Linked DNA regions of Mus musculus: region 2 is linked to region 1. A link is a contact called in public HiChIP or PLAC-seq data. All regions are on one chromosome and are shown on one strand. Each heading gives the region's core, a stretch centred on a gene start, on an enhancer-like site or on the middle of the called end of the contact. The rest is flanking DNA. Distances are from core to core; before and after follow the strand shown.

Evidence for each region. HiChIP or PLAC-seq counts read pairs in DNA pulled down with a chosen protein or histone mark.
Region 2: an H3K27ac HiChIP or PLAC-seq map of the HPC-7 cell line shows a contact between it and region 1, with 7 times the contacts expected there. The contact joins two enhancer-like sites. A contact is called at or near these places in 3 of 15 datasets of contacts at CTCF or cohesin (CD8 T cells, the NIH/3T3 cell line and embryonic stem cells), 43 of 484 Hi-C or Micro-C datasets (B cells, CD4 single positive thymocytes, CD8 T cells and 24 more), 27 of 115 datasets of contacts at active chromatin or transcription factors (CD4 T cells, CD8 T cells, DN3 thymocytes and 12 more) and 1 of 9 other capture datasets (embryonic stem cells).

The regions. Positions count from the first base shown.
Region 1 is chr6:125,424,861-125,428,763 of GRCm38.p6, reverse strand. No RefSeq gene overlaps it. Among named protein-coding and RNA genes, the nearest start is that of Gm32673, 4.1 kb to the left of the region's middle. Within about 2 kb of position 2,168, at least 357 of the 459 cell types and tissues checked have an H3K27ac peak or open chromatin away from gene starts, as enhancers often do. A contact at or near this core is called in the HPC-7 cell line, heart atrium and neural progenitor cells, where this site is marked.
Region 2 is chr6:125,511,248-125,515,150 of GRCm38.p6, reverse strand. No RefSeq gene overlaps it. Among named protein-coding and RNA genes, the nearest start is that of Cd9, 18 kb to the right of the region's middle. Within about 2 kb of position 1,755, at least 54 of the 459 cell types and tissues checked have an H3K27ac peak or open chromatin away from gene starts, as enhancers often do. A contact at or near this core is called in the HPC-7 cell line, heart atrium and neural progenitor cells, where this site is marked.

The DNA of each region.
Region 1 (3,903 bases), core at 919-3,418:
TTCCTTCTCTTTTCTTCTTTTTCCTCCTTCCCCCTCCTCCTCTTCTACCCTTCCTCCTCCACCCCTCCTCATCTTGTCCTCCTCCTCCACCCCTCCTCATCTCCTCCTCCTCCTCCACCCCTCCTCATCTCCTCCTCCTCCTCCTCCACCCCTCCTCATCTCCTCCTCCTCCACCCCTCATCTCCTCCTCCACCCCTTCTCATCTCCTCCTCCTCCTCCACCCCTCCTCATCTCCTCCTCCTCCTCCACCCCTCCTCATCTCCTCCTCCTCCTCCTCCACCCCTCCTCATCTCCTCCTCCTCCTCCACCCCTCCTCATCTCCTCCTCCTCCACCCCTCCTCATCTCCTCCTCCACCCCTCCTCATCTCCTCCTCCACCCCTCCTCATCTCCTCCTCCTCCACCCCTCCTCATCTCCTCCTCCTCCACCCCTCTTCATCTCCTCCTCCTCCACCCCTCCTCATCTCCTCCTCCTCCACCCCTCCTCATCTCCTCCTCCTCCTCCACCCCTCCTCATCTCCTCCTCCTCCACCCCTCCTCATCTCCTCCTCCTCCACCCCTCCTCATCTCCTCCTCCTCCTCCACCCCTCCTCATCTCCTCCTCCTCCACCCCTCCTCATCTCCTCCTCCTCCACCCCTCCTCATCTCCTCCTCCTCCTCCACCCCTCCTCATCTCCTCCTCCTCCTCCTCCCCTTCCCCTCCCCCCTTCCCCCCCTCCAAACAAAGTCTCATGTATCCTGGGTGGACTTTCAGCTCAGCACATAGCTGAGAAGAGTCCTGAACTCCTGATGTTGTGGGGTATCCACCAGAGAAGACTGCCTGGGCATGGGTTTAAGCCAATAGAATCTTCATTAGCTGGCACATGGCTACACAGGCATTCAGGATCCCATAGTGTAGCCCCAAGTCTCTGTCGGGGTGAGCTTTTAAGCACACACACACACACACACACACACACACACACACACACACACACACTTGTCCTGGGTTGACACACTTCAGTTAGCAAGAACAGTTAGCCAGAAGCAGAACTACAGCCACCCAAAAGCCGGGTGAGCACATTTAGAGACGTTCCCATGACTATGGACTTTGATGGATTAGGTCTTTGTTTACGGTTTTGGCAGGTGATGCTGTCTACGTGCTGAGTGAATGGCTCTTCCAATATGGAGTCAGTTATGCTACAGTCTGGAGCCTGTTACACTGGCCCTCCTGATTCTACCACCCAATTGCTTGGTTTACAGACAGACATCACACCCACTCAAAAGTTACTCTCTGAGCTCAGACTTCCTCAGCTACCATATGGGAACAATAATAGTACGTATGCCCCAGTGTCCTGTGAAAACTGTCTGAGATAATTAATTCCTGTAGAGCCACTGGGACAACAGCTAGTTTACAGGAGGTGCCCTGTAAAGTACATGTGTATACATGCACAGAGATCTATATGATTCATGTATTTTAATTATAACTTTCTATCTAAAAGTATACATATATAATAATATGGACATTACTATATATATACAATGTTAGGTGTTCTGTGCTAGACATTACTTCCAAGTTCCTCTTGAGTGGGAGGCCGATAGCTCCTGGGCATCTGGGAGTTACCTCTTCCCAGGGATGGTGACTCATTGGGAGGCCCTCCCAGAATCAACCAAATCTTCCAATTTACCATCCACACTGGCTGAGCTAGTCTCAAGCCCTGTTCTAAATCTGTAGCTAGAAGCCAAGGGAAAGGGCTAGGGGCATGGGAGCGCGGGGGTGGGGGTGGGGGGGTGGGGGTGGGGGTGGGGTGTCTGTTCTTTCTGACTTTAAGCAGAGGGAGAACACTCTTGGGGATCCAGAGGAACTGGCCAGGCTCCATGGCTCCCCAAGTGGAGAATAGTGGCAAATTTTCCTCCGTGATGTCCCTCCTGCTGCCCAGTCCTAGCACATCCCATGCCAGCCCCGGGGCCCTGAAGCCCTGGAACTTGGGCAGGGAAGCAATCCCTGGCCCTGTGGAGAGAGGGGTCACACGCCCGCGGGAAGCCCACCACTCCAGAGGGCTGGCCATATTGCCCCCAGGCAGCAAGGAAGGCCTGAGCTCCTGCAGAGCTGCAGGTCCATACCAGAGGGTGACTCGGGCGGGAGCCCGCGGGCAGGGCGCGGCCGAGCGGGCAGCAGGACCCAATGGACGCCGGAAGCCTCGGAGGCTGACTCATCCTCCTGCCTCCGACAGTCACCGCAGCTTCCACGGCCACACAGAGCGCCCCAAAGGGGATGCGCCCCCTGGAGGCCACATCAGAAAGCGCAACCTGGGACCCTGGTTCCAAGTTAGATCTCTATTTAGATAAATTTGAGGTTCAAAGGAAGGAGGCAAGCACAAACACTTCCTTATCAGTTGGTTTTCATCTCTTTCGAGCCCTCTGTGGAGGCGTGACACCAAATATGAGCATGTGAGCACCTAGTAGGCTCACAATTCGGGCGCAAGTGGATTGCTGGCCTGGTCCCAACCTAATGCAGCCTAATTGTCACCCCTCAGACTCATTTCTCCTTTTGGTCTTAAGACAGCAGAGAATTCATTGACAAACCAGTGACACCCCCCCCCCCCAGCTGATGAAAATGGACAACGTTTACCCAATACCATTGTGCAGAGAGTTTGCATACGTTATTTAATGCCCTTAATCTCTAAAGGAAGTAGATATTATTACCCTGCCTGTTTTCAGGAACTAAATGAAGATTTAAGCGATGGCACTACCGCTATTTGTAGTTTGTTTCTTGGTTTATGGTGGATTTTTTTATGTTATTGTTGTTGTTATTTTTGAGACAGGGTTTCTCTGTGTGACAGCCCTGCTGAAATGGAACTTGCTTTGTAGACCAGGCTGGCCTTGAACTCACAGAGATCACAGTGCTGGGTAAAGGAGTGAGTCACCATGCCCAGTACACACTCAGTTGTGTAAGCAACACTTTCATTTAATTCCACAATAATGTGGAGTGTAGGGATCATTTCCCACGGACAGGTCAGCTAACAGGAAATGAAGGTTCGTTTCTCAAGGTCTTACAGCTCCAATTCTCAGATATAAATCCCTCATTTCTTTCCAACTCCGTGGTCCCCTCCATTCCATCCCACCTCGGCCCTCCCTTGAGGAATAAAAGTGACTCACTCAACCCCACCTGTAGGCTCCAGCAGCTATGAGTCACTAACCCACCCTTTGGGTAGCAGTGACATCCATAACAAACCTAAGCACCTCCCACTTCCCTAGCCCCACCCCCTCCACCCACCCCACTGGCCCCTAGGAAGCGAGAGGCTGGTGAGTGGTTTCTGGTTTCCCACACACTGTCTTTTCAGTGCCCAGGAGGGTGACTGTCTTGAGATTCAATGACCGGTTTGAGCTCCTGTACACGCAAGGAGCCCAGATGTCCTAAACAACCGTCGTAGGCATAGCGGGGAAACCTATGATCGCACCACCACAGAGTAGCCTGAGGCAGGATTGCAGATGCTAAAGCAGCATAAACTACACAGCAAAGAGCCTGGATTACTGAGCTTGCCTGCAGGAGAAAAGAGCTTCAAACCTGATGCGACCGCCCCATGCCGCATCTCTGGGGCGAGAGAGGACTTCAGGAAGGGGTCTGTTAGCGTTCTGTCTAAGCTCCGCCCCACAGTTACCTGTCAATAGCCAGGTAGGCCTGACCCACTGCTTGCCCCTTTCTCCCTCCTTGTTCCTCTCTTGCTACCTTGTTCTTCCCTTCCCCATCTCTCCATGTGCTCATGGCCAGCCTCTACTCTTCTATTCTCCCTCTCTCTGCCTTTCTCTGCCTCTACTACCCTCTTAACTCCCCTCCCCATACCCTGAATAAACTCTATTCTATACTATACCTTTGTGTGGCTGGTCCCTCGGGGAAGGGGATGCCTCAGCATGGGCCCGCGGAGGAA
Region 2 (3,903 bases), core at 506-3,005, 87 kb before region 1:
CTCCCATTCTCCACCCCTCCCTCCCTCTGCCAAGGTTTTCTCAGCTGGCACCTCCTCCATGCAGCCTTCTGCAAACCCTGCTGTCAGACTATCTCCTCTGCTCCCACAGCTGCCTCTGCAGGCCCCGGGAGAGCAGCCCAGGCCTTGTTCTCAGGCTCTCAGGCCTTTGCCTCCCTGTGCAGACTGTGAGCTCCCGGGGTCTGGAAATGAGCCTATCACTGACCCTAGTGTCTATTCTGCCTTTCCTGTCCCCATCCTCTTGCGGGTTCTGCCTCAGATGACACGGAAGCCTTTTTCCTTTATTACTAGAACCAGGGCCATGTTTGTGTTCAGTGGCCCTAAGGGAAAGGCTTTACCTCTGTCTCTTGTAGCTCCTGCCCTACAAAGGCAGACCCAGCCAGACTTTCTGTTTTCACCTCAGTCTAGAGAGGCCACAGGCTCTGTATTGCCTAGCTGTCACCATGACTATCCCTGCTTATTCTAAGCAACAAGCATTCTGTCAAAGCAACTCTGATAGAGATCAGAGGAAAGTGCCTCACTCCTCACTCCCTCCTATACATATGCATTTTTACAAATTCATATCAAGGTGGGGCTGGGGGAGCACCCAGGCCCGAGGATAGGGCATTGAACAAGCTTTGAAGATCCCTGGCTTTCAAGTCATCTCCACTCTGACAGCAGGGAAGAGAGAAAGCAAGGAGGCAGGACTGGCTAAGAACCGGGAAGGGTGGAACAGCCTCGGAGAGCCCTTAGAAGCCAGCTTGTCCTCGATTCTCCAGAAACCAGGGGGCTGGAGAGGGGTGCCAGCCAGCCACAGAGAGGCATTGTGTCTTTCTGGGGCTATGGTAACAAAGCACCACAGACTAGGTTGTTTAAAGAGAATTGTACTGTCTCCAGACTCTGGAGCCAAAGTCAGAGATCAAAGTGTGGGCAGGTAGGTATGGGCAGAGTGGTGTGGGCCGAATTGAACCCTCCTGTGGGCTCTGAGCGAGATGGGCCAGGCTCTTCTTTCCTAGCTGCTGATTCTTTCTTTGCTGGCAATCTCTGTGGTCCAGTCGATGAAAAGTCTCCAAACTCGTGAACCATCTCCGCGTATCTTTGTTGCCTCCTTATTTCCACTTTAGTAGGTTTATTAGCATTGTCGAACATACATAGCAGACTCAGGGTGTGGTGGAAACTCAGGCAAGAAGATCCTGCGTTTAGGCCTAGCTAGGGCTACATTTTGATACCATCTCAATAACAAAGTAAAGTAAAATACAAGGGAGATGGTGTCTGAGCAGCAGCATCTAGCACTCTGCTTCTGGTGTGTAGATACAATGTAACAGTCCATCACTTCTGCCACTAGTACTCTCCCTCCCATCCCTCTGCCCCAACCCCCCCCCCCATGAAGGACTGCAACCTTAAAAGAGAAAAGAAAAATTAAATTGACTCTTAGAAACCATTTTAACCATTTTTAACTCTACAGCAAAGCAACATTAAGGTTCACTACCGGGCTCCAGAATTTTTAGTCTGTCCCACCCTGAAACTCCATATCTGTGCATGAAACCTTGGCTTCTTGTTCTCCCATGTAATCTCCAGTCTCTAGTAACCACTGTTATTGCCTATCATTTGACTCTCTTCTAGGTCCCACTTAACTGGAATTGTCCAGTGCGTGTTCTTCTGTGGCGGGCTGGCACTCTTTTCTAGGCAAGTTCAATGTTTGTATAGGACAATAATCACATGAGACTAAAGCCCCACCCACTCCAGTGTGACCTCGCCTTAACAACCGGCTGCATCTGCACCAACATGATTTCCAACTGAGCCGGGCTTAGGTCCCTAATTATGAATACAGGGGACACAGCTCAACTTCCTAACAGCCTCACTTGTAGACAACATAAGGAAGGCTATATGAGTATGTTTTGTGTTGTTGACCATTAACACTACTACCTCCAAACTGACCCCTCTAGCAGGGGTTATTTCCTGACATTTTTTTCCAGCCCAGCTAACTCACTGCTCAGGAAGGGAAGGAGAGGAATTACTGGCAGATGGCCCAGAGCATTCTCTAAGTGAGCTCCGAGTCCCAGCCCTGAGACTTCAGTATGACCTGCCTGACTAACAGGCAGCCACTCTGTCCTCTAAGGGACACCAAGTACCAATCCACCCACCTACCAGGGCATAAGCTGCCTGGACCAGGAGGCTTCCTCTGCCCACTAAATACCATTTCCTATGTTCCACAAATAAAAATGAACACTGTGGTATTGGCCTGCTTCTAGCTAGGCCCTGGAGAAAAGGTCCAGCCTTTGCCCTGGGAAGTTTTGATGGAGGTAAAAGGAAAAATAAAATAAAAATGAAATCTACTCTGTAGATGGCAGTTGTGGGATCAAATCAGAAGGAAATGCATTGGAAGCTCTGGGCTGAGCAGAAAACCACAGAAAGGAAGGAACCAGCCATGCAGATACTGGGAGAGAAAGATCCTAACTGGGGCCATAGCACTCACTGTGGAAATAGAGTTCAGAGTGTGTTGGGGAAGGGGGACAGTGTACCAAACAAATAAATGATAACACCACAGACCCTAAGGAGGCTGGGTATCACCCTGAGAAATGGAGACCCAAGGAAGAATGAAGGGCCTGCCTAGCATGCTTCACGCCCTGGGCTCAGACGAATGAGAATGGAAAGCCTCTTGCCTCGAGAAAGCTTAATCCAGGACCAGTCCCCAGGAAGCAGTCTGCTGACTGACCGTGAAATCCAAGCTAACCAACCATACCTGGGCAAAGAAAGCGCTTTGCTGCCCAAGAGTGAGGATCTGAGTTCTGGTCTCAAGAACCCGCCTGAAGGATGGTAGCAAGCATCTCTGATCCCAGAACCCCTACAGTGAGCGGGACATAGAGAAGGTGATGCTCTGAAGGTTTGCAGGAGAGCCAGCCTGGCTTACAAGTCACCAGACAACAGAGGACCCTGTCTCAAGTATGGTAGATAAAAGGACCTATGAGGCCGTTCTCCGATGTCTCCGTGTCCACCATGGTATAAGCACCTGCTCACTCTCTTGTTCTCGCTCTCTCATTAAAAAAAAGAGAACAGAGTTGGCTTAGAGAAAGGTTAAGTGTGAAGAAATACATAGCTCTCGGCTTTCAGAACCATTTTCTCTACCAGGATTAGATTTAACATTTTCTATCCAAAGTGGGGCAAAGTTCATTGTTTGACTTTTCCTCTTTAATTTTAAGTTGAAAAGGAAACTGCAGTTATCTTTGGGTGAACCGCTTTGCCTCAGAAAACTGGCTATCTTGGGTTAACTCCATGCCATACATAGACAAGACAGAAGGCATGTTGTGTGTATGTGGGGGGAGTCTGAGCTCACATCTCCAAGGAACTGGACTCAAAGACCAAGAGTAAGCATGTCTCCCTCTTTCTACCTCTCCTTGTACCCTTTGGGCTGGTATTCCTGGGGCAGTTCCTCTGCCAGAAGGATGGTCAAGGGATAGGGACAGGGACAGAAAACACTAGAGTTTCGCTCTGTGTGTGTGTGTGTGTGTGTGTGTGTGTGTGTGTGTGTGTATGTGTGTGTGTGTGTGTGTGTGTGTGTGTGCTTGCGTGCGCGTGTGATGTAGGAGGGAAGAAATATGTACATACTAGTCATGCAAGTCACAGAGGCAAAATGGTGGCAGGAGAGATGTGGGCAGAGCCATATAAATATTGTGGGGTGAGCACATTCCTGTGGCTCAAGGACTGGGGACAACAACTTGAAGATCTGGCCAAGTTTATGCCAAGAGGGGTGCTCGTGGGATGGAGCAGGGCCAGCGCTAAAAATACAATGATATTTCTGTGCCCAGCAAGAGTATTAGCATCTGTGGGGTTTGTGTGGTGGGAAGAAGTGGGTTTGAGGAGGGAGGAAGAGAAAGCAACCCCAGGGAGGGGCTAAAAGCGAAGGCT